Linked DNA regions of Triticum aestivum: region 2 is linked to region 1. The links are chromatin contacts, called in public Hi-C maps. All regions are on one chromosome and are shown on one strand. The core of a region is the stretch at or near the end of the contact, and the rest is flanking DNA. Distances in the headings are between cores, read along the strand shown.

What was found. Hi-C and Micro-C count contacts between places; a contact is called where the count stands out from the background.
Region 2: a contact with region 1 is called in a Hi-C map of leaf, with 4 times the contacts expected there. The contact joins the promoter of LOC123119652 here to the promoter of LOC123119650 in region 1. A contact is called at or near these places in 3 of 5 Hi-C or Micro-C datasets (all in leaf).

The regions. Positions count from the first base shown.
Region 1 is chr5D:94,569,726-94,576,873 of IWGSC CS RefSeq v2.1, forward strand. LOC123119650 (pentatricopeptide repeat-containing protein At3g29230-like) reads left to right here and starts at 3,413. Exons shown (of 2, transcript XM_044539514.1): 1 at 3,413-5,625; 2 at 6,464-6,617. The coding sequence starts at 3,584. The coding sequence ends at 5,401.
Region 2 is chr5D:95,360,974-95,368,399 of IWGSC CS RefSeq v2.1, forward strand. It overlaps LOC123119652, which reads right to left and starts at 2,256. Exons shown (of 11, transcript XM_044539516.1): 1 at 2,012-2,256; 2 at 921-1,004; 3 at 143-458; 4 at 1-39. The coding sequence starts at 395.

The DNA of each region.
Region 1 (7,148 bases), core at 2,163-4,662:
CACGGGAACAGAAGGTTGTGTCTTCTAGTCCAAGAAAAATCATCATGAAGTTTTTTTTTCCGTTTGGACTCCGTTTGGTATTCCTTTTTTGCGAAACTCAAAAACAAGGAAAAAACAGAAACTGGCACTGGGCTCTGGGTTAATAAGTTAGTCGTCCCAAAATAATATAAAATAGCATAATAATGCATATAAAACATCCAAAACAGATAATATAATAGCATGGAACAATAAAAAAAATATAGATACGTTGGAGACGTATCATGATGGCATCCGTCATCGTCTGACCAGACACATGTGACTATGTCACGGGGATGTGGGAACATGTGAACGAGAGAGAAGAACAAAACCGGTAACGAGGAGACCGATATAGTGAGCATGTGTATGACTCAAGAGGATATCGATATATCTCACCTCGGGTTTTGTAAAGTATCACGAAGCAAAGGGAATAGCACATGATAACCAAAGGTTCACTCAAATGCCATTCATGCATTCATAGGGATCAATATGGATGTCCACGGTTCCGCTATCAGTCATTGAACAAAAGGGGTTTTGTCATGTCTATGTTTGAAGGAACCTACATGGTAACAAGCTTAAGGTAATCACGATCTGCTGAGTGTTAGTAGGACGGGAGTAGTGAGAAAATATTTGTGAAATAGTTTCATAATATTTGGAATAGTTTTGAGAGGAACCGAAAGTGTTTCGGGGTCACCAGAAGGGTTTCAGAGTTTGTCGTGCAATACCAGATATTACCGACAAATAATATATAGGTGAAAAATATTTCCTGAGATGTTAAATTAATAATGAAGGTCTCTAATAATAGTTAGGAGGCTTTTATATTTATTTAAATATCAACAAGCCTTAAAAGGCCAAGTGGTGGAAAGCTACTTGGGCCACTTGGGCCCAAATAGAGGTGGCGCCCCCTTCCCACTTGGGGAAGGAAGGGAGGACTCCCCCTCCTCTTGGCCAGCCAAGGGGGAAGACGCCCCCCCTTGTGTGGCGCCCCTCCTCCTCCTCCAACATATATATACTAGTGGTTTTGGCACCTTTTGTACACACAAGTTTTGGAGCCTCATCTAGTTCTCTACTTCTAGCTCTAGTTGGTCCTACTTGATCTAATTAGAGCTAAACCTAGATTGTCTAATACTCATAATTAGAAGCCCACTGTGGTTCTAATCTCCTCCCTCTAATTCTTCGGCGAGGATTAGCTCTGGATGGTGAAGCGCTGCCAGATCGTGAAGACCATACCCTTGCAATTCGTGGAGATGCCATGCTTTCGGTCTTCCGTTCGAGGGACTGTTCGTGGACGGTTTGAGGGATCGTTCATCGATGGTTCGAGTGACTTCAAGTACGATCTACACTGACTCGTCTTCTTCTGCTGCAACTCGAAGTTGATCCGATTCAAACCGCTATTGCATCTTCAGAGTTTTCTTGGCGGATCATAGGGCGATTTTGTTGTTTTTTCTACAACGTTTCCCAACACCCTGGGATTCGAACCCAGGTCTCCCATGTGGGGGTCCGCGGCGCTAGTCGGTGGTAAGGATTGTTTTGAGGAAGTGAAACGTTCGCTGCCTTTTGTCTTACAACAACCTAGTTTCACATTTGACATGGTAGCGATCTTGCGCCGAGATTCATGCAATGATGGAAAATGGGGTCGCTGCGAAATTCCCCATAGCTAACTGTTGTCAATTGTGATTTCCATAAACTATTGGGTGCAAAATTAAAGGAAGGAATTAACTTATGACATTGATGTAGATTACTTCTGATGTTTAAATTTGCATCAATTTTATTTTTCATGCACGACATCGATGTAGATTACTTTTGATGTTCTTTATACCGTCATGATGTTTGATGAATAAATCGAAAGATTTTCATAAAGAACATTGTCAATCACATCAATTTACTTCAAATCATAACCCATGTCCTAAGCTCCATGTCATGATCCTCAAATGATGCATCTTTTGTTTGTCATCAGCGATCGACTGTCCGGTGACATAGTTCCTCGACCCGGCCAACCATGGTTCATAGAAACTGATATTTTCTTCCATTGCAATGCACAAGCATTTGTGCTAGTTCAGAAAAGGGGCTTAATTCATGACTGAAGGATGGCGCAACAAAGCGCGTGTCACCCTCTAGCATACCTGGGGAACGGGATGACATGACCCACCCTTAAACGGGTCAGGCATGACAATGCAAGCCGAGGCCCGTATATAAGTGGGTCGTGCCGGGTCGACATGGATGCTTCGTCATGTGGCCCAAACATGACACATGAGTATACGGACTGGCATGGGCCGACATTTGTGCCACATGATGCTTTTGAGTCAAATTGAGCTGTTTTTTAAAGACCTTTTTGGGCTGTTTTTCGGACCTATACATTATAAATAATTCTAATAAATATAAAATAAACAGGCGCTTGCTGGCCCAACGCGTGTGCCTCGCCTCGTGGCCCAGGTCATTCATGTGACATGTTGGCAAGCACGCAGACCTGGCCAAATGGGTCAACACGGCCTGAGCTGTGCTAATCGTGTTTGGCACGACACGACCCGCACATCCACGTTTATTAGATGGGTCGTGCCGTGCTGGCCCACGTGCTTTGCTCCTCGGCCCAGGCACGACACATTTAGTAACCGGCCGACCCGTGGCACATTTAACATGTTTGGGCTGCGTGCTTTTCGGTCTGCTAGGCTATATTTTTTGGCCATTTTGGGCCTATTGGATTGTTTCTTAGGTCATATATATATATAATAGTATGTATGCACGTGCAACGCACGTTTTAACATTATTATGGAATGTTTTTTGGTTTTAAAAAAATAGACTTGCCAATAGATTCATCAAGGCAAAATGAAAATATCGTTTATGTACAGATGCAGAAAGAAAATACATTACAAAAAAGTAGGAGTTAATATATGTAATCCCCGTAATTTGTTAAGAAAGAAAATAATTCATAAAATTGCTTGCCGAAATGTTTTATATTGTGGGATGGAGAGAGTATAACTTTTTTTTTGAGTAACGAGAGAGTATAACTTTACCGTATATTTCCTCTCTGAAAACAACTTTTCATGGGCTCAACACGTCCTCAAACTGCAACATGGGCTAAGAGGAATCAATATGGGCCACTTATTTTGAGAAGGATGAGGCGATCGTTCTGGAACATTGTGGATGGAGCAGCGATGTACTGTTCATTGCGAATCCCACTCTTTTCAGCTGTTGGATTTAGCACACGAATGGCTAGGATCGATGATCATGCCCGATTCACCACCTTCCTCACTATAAGTAGTATAGATATATTCAAAAATTCAAAAAAAAAACGTGCCGCGTGCCTGGCATGGCCCATTTAGGCTGTGCCGTGCGTGCTTCTAGCACGAGAAAGCACGGCCTGTTTGGCCAGCTATACCTTGTAGTAGCACACTGCCTATCCCGGGAGAATGTTTTTGGCGCTGACCCACATGTCATCGAGCAAGACCACATCCGCAGGGCCTTCTCCTTGCCTGAGCAGCTCCTCTTCCCTCTCCGGCAACAATTACCGCAAACCACCGCCCCCTCACCGGCGGCAATCACAGCGGCGCCATAGCCAGTCCGAACGCCAATGTCCACCGCTGCCTCTGCGCTCCGCCCGGCGCCGCGGTGGGTTGCGCCGTCGCAGCGCCGGCTCGTGGAGCAGCACCTGGCGTCACTGCCCCACGGCCTCCAGCGCCTCCACCACGTGCAGGAGCTCCACGCGCAGCTCCTCAAGCACGGTATCCACCTCGACCCGCTCACCGCCTCCAAGCTTATCTCCTCATACGCGCTCCAGCGCCGCCTCCCGGCCTCTCGCCGCGTCTTCGCCTCCTTCCCCAATCCTCACGCCACCACCTTCCTCCCGAACACCCTTCTCCGCGCCTACGCGCTCAATGCCCTGCCCCACGCCGCGGTCTCTGTCTTCTCCGCCATGCCCCAGCGGGACAGCTTCACCTACTCCTTCCTCATCAAGGCGCTCTCCTCCGCGGGCTTGACCCCCCTCAGGGCGGTGCACTCCCACGTCGTTAAACTCGGGTCCATCGAGGACACCTATGTCGGGAACGCGCTGATCGACGCCTACTCCAAGAACGGCGGGTTTTTGGACGCCAGCAAGGTGTTCGAGGAAATGCCTAGCCGGGATACCGTATCCTGGAACTCGGCCATGGCTGCGATGGTGCGACAGGGCGAGGTGGCAAGTGCGAGGAGGATGTTTGACGAGATGCCGGAGAAGGACACTGTAAGCTGGAACACCGTGCTGGACGGGTACACCAAGGCTGGGAAGATGGAGGAGGCGTTCGAGCTGTTTCAGTGCATGCCAGAGAGGAATGTGGTGTCGTGGTCGACGGTGGTGTCTGGTTACTGTAAGAAGGGTGACATGGAGATGGCTCGAGTGATCTTTGATAAGATGCCAACCAAGAACTTGGTAACATGGACGATAATGGTCTCGGCATGTGCCCAGAATGGGCTTGTTGAGGAGGCTGGACGGTTGTTTACTCAGATGAAGGAAGCTGCTGTGGAACTTGATGTGGCTGCGGTTGTGAGTATCTTGGCTGCATGTGCAGAGTCAGGCTCGCTTGCTCTTGGGAAGAGGATTCACCGGTACGTGCGGACGAGGCAACTGGGGAGGTCGACCCATGTGTGCAATGCAATGATTGACATGTTTTGCAAGTGTGGATGCGTAAACCGGGCTGATTATGTCTTTGACACTGAAATAGCTGAGAAGGATTCAGTGTCATGGAACACCATAATTGGGGGATTTGCGATGCATGGGCATGGAGACAAGGCGCTGGACTTCTTTGGCCAAATGAAGCTACAAGGGTTCCGTCCTGATGCCGTGACAATGATCAACGTTCTTAGTGCATGCACACACATGGGGTTTGTGGAAGAGGGACGCCGGTATTTCTCCAATATGGAGAGGGACTATGGCATTGTGCCACAGATAGAGCATTATGGCTGCATGATTGACCTTCTTGGTCGTGGAGGGCTCATCGAGGAGGCTGTTGACCTGATAAAAAGCATGCCTTGGGACCCTAATGAGGTAATATGGGGGTCCCTTCTCAGTGCATGCCGACTGCACAAGAACGTGGAGTATGCAGAAATTGCAGTGAACGAGCTCAGTAAGCTGCAGCCCTCCAATGCAGGGAACTATGCTGTCCTTTCAAACATCTATGCAGAGGCTGGGCAGTGGAGTGACATGGCAAAGGCAAGGATGCAAATGAAAGGAACCGGGTCTCAGAAGTCAGCAGGATCAAGTTGGATTGAACTTGATGAGGCATTCCATGAGTTCACAGTGGGGGACAGAAAACACTCAGACTCGGACCAGATATCTGAGATGGTTGATAGGCTGAGTTCACATGTTAAGGATGTTGGCTGCCTTCCAACAGCTAACGAGCTACTTGTGCAGTGAGTCCTTTGCCAAGGGTATGCTAAATTGCTCATGTCACAGTCACAAATGTGAAATGCTTTCATGAGGTGTTAGCATTGCACGGCGCAATCTATGTAAGCAAGCACCAGCTCCAGTGAATCCTGCAATCAAGAAGATGCTGTGACTTGGTACAGAATTACCCACGATGGACTGGAAACCCAGACATGTGTTCAAGCATTTCTCAGCATGTGCTCTTCTGCCATCAGGTTTGCTCTGTCGAAAACTGCAACTATGTTAAGACGAAAGCTGGTGATAGGATGGACTGACAAAACACTACCAATACAGTGCTAGGTTGATTGAATAGTTCATAGGTTAGTACTTCTAGTGCTTCACTTCATTTGGTTTATCGAAACCAAAACAAGCCATGAGGTAGGGTCTTCTAAAATATAAGGAAGTGAGAAGACCTCACATTAAAAAGTAAGAAGTGATTTCTGTAGTTACATTGTAGCAGAAAGTGGTTATGTTGGAAAAGTTGAATAGTTGAGTGTCTTACAGTCGTTCATCCCATTTTTTGCATGTATCACTTTCATAAGAATGTTTTAGTGAGAAAAGCATACAATCTTCGTAATATTCAGATTCGGTTATTAAGCTTGTATGTCCTACAAAACCGTATAAATCATTCATTTGTACTTACTTTTTAAGGTTGTATTTCATGCTTCTTAGATATCTTAGTGTCATGCTATGTTATGAGGTTTATTTTTTGTCTATTCTCTTGTTTCTCTGTCTTCTGTCAAATTTTAACTCATTGCTAAGACTACAAAGAATCCTGATTTAGGTTGCTGTGATGTTTATGATAAATATTCAACATGATATTTTTTTTGGTATGCATCTGGATTATACCTGAATATTTAAGTTATCAAGTGGAATGTTTGGAACTTCAATAATTAGTTCACAAAAATTCAAAAAATAAATAAATTAGTTCACCAAGTTCAGACTGGTCCATGTCTTTTAGAAGTCATTGTTATGCTAAGAAATGGCTTGTAAGATGTTTTAGAAGTTTAAAGATACACTCGTATATTATTTTGTTCTGTGACATGCCTGCAGGTAGTGAGAGAGATATAATTGTGTGCGAGATAAGTTTCCGCATAAATCAGTATTGAAGTTTTTTTAAGAGATTTCGCCAAATTTTATATGGAGGTAACATGTAAATGCAATCTCCCTACAATAATCAAGGTAGAGTATACCTGCCTTTTCCTTATTTTCTCAGTAAGGCACCCGGAAATCAAATGTATCTTCTTTTAGAGAGACTATGCTGATGCATGACACACCCGGAAGCACATCCTACCGAGCCACGAACATATAGCAAGTCATATCATCCTGCAATGGTCAAATTATCTAGCAAATGCACCAAAGTATACCAGCTAAAAATCAAAGACAACTGAAATCACAGTACACAACACAAATTATAATGCACAATAAGGCCCTGTTTGGAACAAAGGAATTTTGGAGGATATGATCCCTGTAGGAAATATTTCTTTGGTACCGTTTGGAACAAAGGAAAAGATATCCCTACAATTATTTGAATATTTTTTCATAGATTTTGGGTGTTTCTAATAAATTCTATGGGCTGCAAACACCTCAACGGTGTTCCGAACACTAAGTTACCAACATACACTTTCTGGTAAAAAATATCATTTAGCAAAGATCTTAGATTGAAGGTGGTTATCCTCTTTACCCCAGGAAAAATTTAGTGCGTCAATTTATTTCTTGCTCTAAGTGCATCGGGCTA
Region 2 (7,426 bases), core at 1,006-3,505, 790 kb after region 1:
TGCTGACAGAATCGAACCATGCTTCTTCCTGACATACAACTGGAACAATAGGAACAAAATTTAAGGACTTTTGATCCTAAATGTGAAATGTAAAGACTTTGGATCCTAAAACGTATGAAAGTAAAATGAAAATTCTGATTACCGCTTCCATTTTCCGAGTCTAGCTCGCTATGATGCCACTGCAGCTGTGTAAGGTGGAATGTCACATTCGAGCCATCAGATTTCCTGCGAGTGGCCGCGGAAGTCTCCACATGGACAACTTCTCCAGAAGCAGCACAGGTCCCCACATCACTGGCGCGTATGGTAGGCGTGTTTCTCAAAACCTTTCCACGGCGATATGTGCAGCGCAATCTCTGCGGTCTCCGCCTCCTGCTTGAAGACACGCAGGCACCCATGGTAGTAGTTGTGAGAGGATTTCTTCTTCAAAGGGTCTGACCAAAATGTAGACTTCCAAGAAGCTGCAGAAGAAAAAGGCTCAACAGAGATCAGCTAGCTTGTTCTTCACAGTGTGGAGATTACTTGTGTGCCTACCCTAGATTGCTTGTAGTACATCTGAAAGTTGGTTGCCTAATTCATGCAGCTGTATGAAAAACAACCAACTACAGTACAAATTTGATAAAAAGAAAGAAGATGGCAAGACACATCCATTTTATGGCTCTCTAAATCTTTGATGATAAAATAAACGGATAAAAAGAACAGGCCCCCCCCCTCCTACTGAAGATCTCGAGGGTGCTTAATTTAGAACTTAATATAATGAAACCGGCAATGAGGGGGCATGCATTGATCTAAGAACAAGATGCAGGGACCAAAGCAGACAATGAAACCATGAACGGCTTACCATGACAATAGAAGGCAGACAGATCAATCAAGATAACACTAGAAAATTTCTTGAACGGCTACATGGATGGAGCTGGAAATACCTGGTGATGAAGAGGGCAAATGAGGCCGGAGATGTGATGCCTACTAGTAATCACCGGCGCAGCACTCCGCCTCCTTGCGACAGCCTGCGCACAAATCCATTTATTGACCGTTCAAAAGTGGAAAGACATGTATGCTCATAATAAAACCGCAAATCAACAGTTGGTCGGTCGGCGCATCATCACAGCTATAGAATTGATTTGAATCAATGGAAATGCTATACTAAATAAGAAGATGGTTGTACTGGAAACAACCAGGAGCGCTCCAGGTAAAAGAATAAACAAAGTGTGAAGATTCTGCCGAGCTTTATTGCTGGTTGAACTTCTCAGCTCGACAAGTTGACTCCACGGCCACCAACGAAGGATTTTTTAAAGCTTTTTTAATCGGCGACGAACACAGAAACCCAGAGTGGAGTGGGAATTAAAATAGTCGGATTGAAACTAGCAACGGAGCTGGATCTTGCTACTTAGCCAAGAACTTGTTTTCTTCTTTCCGAAAGGAAATGAAAGGGGAGGAAATCAAATATAGTGGCCAGCAAGAACCTGAAGGAGGTGGATTCACGTCTGCGAAGACTAATTATCCCATAAATCAAATGACAGCACAGAGGAAAAAGCCCGGATGAATCGGAGACAGAGAGCGGACAAATTGGTCAAATGCAGGGGCATTTCTTTTCCTTTTTTTTTCCATTTCCTGTTTTCTGGAGACAGGGCAGGCAGCAGCTCGATCAAAAGGGAGCGGCCTATTTATGAGCAGCAGAGGGAAACAAGAGATGGTTTGCGTGAAAGTAACCCAGGCTGAATCCAAGCAGAAATCGACAACACAGCTGCGGCATTGGTGGATAAGCAGAAGAAGCGCTCGTAGTTGTGTGTGCTCTACCGACAAACCAATCCCGCCGGCAAAAAAACGCCAAGTAAGCAGAAGCAAGGGGGGAAAGATTTCGCGGTCGATCCAGAGCAAGCAAGGCCGCCTCCTCCCCCGCCAAGAACACCAAGGATCCCCTCCGAGCTCCCGGAAACAGAAACAAAAAAAAAAACAATCCTCGCGAGAAGAGCGAGCAGGGCGAGACGGGGGAGAGAGAGAGAGAGGCGGGTACCGAAGCATCACAAGGAGGGGACGGGCGGCGGCGGCGGCAAGGTGGCCGGCCGGAGCGGGGCGGAGGGTGGATGGAGATGGCCGGGCCGGCAGGAGCGAAGTCGCCGAGGTGGTGGTGGTGGTGGTGGTATCGTATATACACGTACCAGTATATACCCCCACGTGTGGATCGGAGGAGGGAGGGGGCTCGACTTCAAAGGCAGGTGGTGGTGGTCGGCAGGAAAAGGAAAAGATTGGAGGCTACAGTGCAGCACGGCGTCATCGCTTTTCTCCTCCTGCGCTGCGCTGCGCTGCGCACGGACGATCGGTTCGGAGTCCGGGAAACAAAAAAATCGTGTTTGGCTCGGAGCATCGACCGACCTTCCGTTGTTTTCGGATTAGACAGTAGAGTACGCACGCTCTACAGTAGTGGAATCGTATATCGGGCGGAAATTGATCAATGTTTTTGGTTGGGTGCGGTGGGCCGTGGGCGGCCGAGGATTTACTGCTGCTCGCGAGTCAGCAACAGTGCATGCTGTTACACGACACTGTAGACGAATTTAATGAATGAAAGATATGGGATCGTCAGGTGCCAGTGCTGCACTGCTGCTCATGCTCGAACCCTCTGTCAGACTCTCACTAGGTACACATGCATGCAGTGCACGGGCCGACTTTGGTCACCGTCGCTGCTTTTTCCGCGGGATAACAGCACCATAATCTCTAACAGAGAGCAAATTGCTCAAACCACCCACTGTTGATGCCGATTTGGTAAGAACATCTACTCTATGGGTTTGTTATGTAGAACATCAACTATTGATGTAATTTGTTACAGCTAGGTCTAATCTAGCGTTAAGGTACGTTGATGTGATTTCCGACAGGTGAGTCCCGTTTGTAAGTGTAAATATGGCAAAAGAAAATGGCCACATCAGTCAGCAGGTCAAATCAAGGGTTTTCCATTGCAAGTTTAATTGGCCTATTTAAATTTTTGACTCAAAATTCAATAGTTTTCAACCCAAATGCAAAAAAAAATATTGAGTAAATCACACATGTATGAAGTACTACTCTGGGAGAATCGCAGCTCATTTGACCAACGGTTTTGTAGAAAATGGAAGTTTGGCATTTCATTCAAATTTCAGTTCAAAACTTAACATTTTCAAAAAAAATGTGCAAAAAACTATATTAAGACCATAAATGTATCTAACACCGATCTAGGAAATCTCAATTTTAGTTAGCTTGCTCAATTTATTGTTTATAAAATCATCATTTTTTGATAAATATGAAAAAAATCCAAGAAATCGTACTCAATACTAAGCTAAAAAATAGCTTAAACGGACCAAAGGTTTGAGAGATATTGACAGTTTTGGTTGGTCAGATGTCACCGGTTTTGTTTGTCACGGCGTGCATATACAAGCGGGACCCACCCATCAAAAATCACATCAGCGTATCTTAACGTTGGATTAGACATTGTTCCAGCGGATTACGCCAAATATGTGATGTTTTGTGCAAACTCAACACCAATAGTTGATGGCTTGTGCACCTTTCTCCTCTAACAGAACCCAAAAGTTATATTTGAAGATAATTTGATGTTTCAAGGGTTGCAGGAAGTAAATTCTAACCGCTTTCTTTTGATCCAATTTCAAATTAGATTAGAAAGATAGAAAGGCCACGAGGATGGGAAAATCAAAATAAAATCTTTTTAAGTAGTTCTCCTTTAGGCCTAGCTAGCATATCACTCAAGCCAGTAATCCCTAAAAGATAGTCTTCTATCCCCAAAATGCGGTCGTCTCAACTAAATTTAGTACAAAGACACAACTTCTCGGTAAAAATTAGGCGGACGTCCGACCTTCCTCTCAGCCCCGACCTGCCAACCCCATTAGCGTTGTCCACCCATCGGGGCCGGAACCATTTCACGCGACAATCCCGCAGGCATGCTGTCCTCACCTACACCTTCTCCTCGCTCGCCGACACCAGAATCCGTTTTTTCACCGTCGACGACATCGTCGTTTCATAGCTCCGTCCCGTGGCTTGGGAGGTGCGTTTTCATTCTGAATCAAACCGGCCGACCTTGGATACTGCATAGAAAGGTCAAACGCAACTCATAGATGTTCAACAATGCTGGAACCAGCAAAGAAGACTGCCACCCCCATCGTCGCCCCAACATCGCACTTGTGTTTGTCGCATCCATGCCCCGGAATCGCCTATGCAAACTTCTAGGCAGTGTACTCGTTGTCCTCTGCCCTCATTCGGCCTTAGCCCGAGCTCCATCACTAGTCGTAGTGACTCTGGACTCGTCCGCCCACAAGGTATTTTGTCAACATGCCTCTATGGCCTTTATTTATTTATTTTTATGTTTCAATCAAAGAAAGGTCTCGAATTGTGCAGACAAAGATGTTATGGGACATGGTTTTCAACGATTCATCGTAGGAGGAGGAAGAAGATGATCACTTTGAGCTGGCGGTTGTCGTGGTGTTTGTGGAGGATGATTTCAGGTGGTCCGGACTTGGTTCTCGGTTTGGTCGAAGGACATTTCTTTGAGATGGAATCATCAGTCATCAAAACGAGGGATTACATCGCGCAGAATGCAATATATCCCCCCTCACTATTTCTAGCACCGACTCCAAATGTACCAAGATATTTTCAACACCATTACATAAGTTGTGGAGAAACATGATCCTTCGTTCAACTGATAACGAATGCACCGGGAGCAGCAAGTGTACGTTCATTCTTGAAGATTACATCAGTCGTGCAAGTTCTTGCTTATGAATGCCCAGTCGCTGCCATTAATGACTATGATCGCATTGGGTAAGATCTCATCCTAGAAGGTGTGAGACGATTTGGCGAAGGTGTGATCGAGATATGTATCAAAGTACCTGAGGGGTCCCATTGATGAAGATACCAAGAGGCTCATGGCAGAAAATGAAGAGAGAGGTTGGCTCGGGATGCGTGGATCAATTGATTGCTCCGTTGGACATGGAAGAATTCCCATGTAGCATGACAAGGTTAGTACAGAGGGCATTGTCATGATCCAACCATCATTCTTGAGGCAGTTGCATCCCATGATCTGTGGATTTGGCATGCATGTTTTGGGATGCCCGGCTCTCACAACGATCTCAATGTCCTCTCGCGGTCTCCTCTTTTTGCAAGGCTTGTTGCCGGTGACAATCCACCTTGCAACTATGTTGTCAATGACAATGAGTACAACATGTGATATTACATAACTGACAATATTTATCCCCCATGAGCCACATTTGTGAAGAAAATCCACCGTCCTAAAGTATCAAGAAATCTCACTTTGCAAGTATGCAAGAATATACTAGAAAGGATGTTGAGAGAGATTCTAGTGTGCTTCAACGACACTTTACAATTGTCTGTGACCCTGCCGAGTATTGGAACCCCGATACCTTATGGAAGATCATGAAAGCATGTGTTATCTTGCGCAACATGATCATCGAGGATGTTAGAAAAGACCCACGTGACTATTGGTATCGCTTCAATGGGCATCTGGTGGAGATGAACATAACCCCAACATGATTGAAGCGTTCCTCCATGCACACCGAAGGACCGAGAACCATCAAGACCAAAACCAACTTCAATAAGATCTTATTCAACACAGTTGGCACGATCATAGCACTTTATTCTCGTGCTTTTATCACATTTATTTGGATTCTTAGTTCATTTGAACATCCTGTTGTCTTTGAATTTGCATGGTGATGTTTGAGAACATTGAGTTTGCTATGCATTTGAATTGTGTATACTTGAATTATTAAGTATTAAACCAATATGTTGTGATAAGTTGAAAACGATTGGATGAATTAGGAAAACAAACTTCTTACCGGATTAAGATTTAAGGGGTCTGCCAACTGAGCAAATGATTAATCACCTAATTTATTTTGAATTTTTGGGATATAGAATAAGTTTTGGACTTTTAAGATAGGGATCTTCTAGAGATGCTCCAAGGACATCTTCAAATGAATAACAAATCAGGGTCTATGCAAAAATAACAACTAAGAACATCTCCAATTGACTTTGGCACCTCATTGTCAGACGTGGCGGATTGCCCGGACATACCCGAGCACCCTCATATCCTTCCTATACATGAGTTGGGTTTTAGGGTTTTGAAGACATCCCGAGCATATAGGAAAGAAGGGTCTGTATCTGTAGACTTTGTCTTTCTCTCTCATGTTACCAAAAAGGGTTTCCCCCGCTTTGTATTCCAAAGCAAACCACCATTGTACAGATCGCAATGCTGGGGCGAGCAGCACAACAAGCCCAAAGAAAAAGAAGAAGAAGAAGAAATGCCAACAGCGGCAGCTCGACAAAGCGCAGAAGACCCGCGACCGCTGCGCCCTCCGGAACCAAACCACCACAGCCCGAGGCTCCGATCTACCGCGAACTAAGCAGCACCTCCAAGAAGGCATGCGACACCGACGACGCTGCTGCCCGGACAAGTCCTAGGGTTTCCCCCAGTACGCGGAGGGAGGTGGGGGATAGCTACTCCCGACACCCTCCAAGAAGGGATGGTAGCACCCGCCGGTGTCACCGCATCGGAGCCAGACGAACCGGCAAGGATTTCTCCCGCACGCCAAACCCCACCAGCCAATCGGAGCCAACCATCCAAACCACCGCCCAACTATGCGCCATCACGGTTGCGCCGTCACCAACACCGTCTCGCTGCGAACATCACCACGAGGCCAAGAAGACCGGAGAGAAGATCCGAGCAACGGGAGCAGCAGCATCAAGGCCGAGCGGGAGGGAACCACCTCCACCGCCGTCGTGCGGGAGGCCCGCGCCTCCGGCACCGTCGCGGTAGCCGTCCGGACACGGCAGCGGGGCATACGAGGCCACCCTTGGCCCGGCCAGGCCCGAAACGGGCCCGCTAAGCCCCGCCGGCCACTCCGCAGCAAGCTGGCGTCGACGCCGCCAGCAACCAGCCGATCATCGCCGCTCACCACCGCCTCCTGAAGGCCACGCCAACGCCATGCCTGTCGCCGACCCGCCCCGACCCAGATGGAGCCCGAAGGGCCCAGATCTGGGCCGGGCGGGCACCGCCAGCCCGCGGCGCCGCCAGCCCGCGGCGCCGCCGCTGCCCAGAGTCCGCCCCCGCCTGCGACAGGACACCCCGCCGCCGGGCAGGACCGCCGCCGCCTGAAGACACCGCCCGGAGTCGCTCCGTCCCGCGCCGGAGAAACCCTAGACGGGGAAGGGCCGGGGGCCGCCGCCTGAAGACACCGCCCGGAGCCGCTCCGTCCCGCGCCGGAGAAACCCTAGACGGGGAAGGGCCGGGGGCCGCCGCCACCAACATCGCCCGGGCCAGGCCCGAGGCGGGCGCCGGCGACGGCGGCAGGGAGGAGGAGATGGGAGGGGGACGCGCGCGGGGAAGGAGGGGAGGCGCGGCCGCGGACCGTCTGGGTCGAGTCGTGTTCCCTTTCCGAGAAAG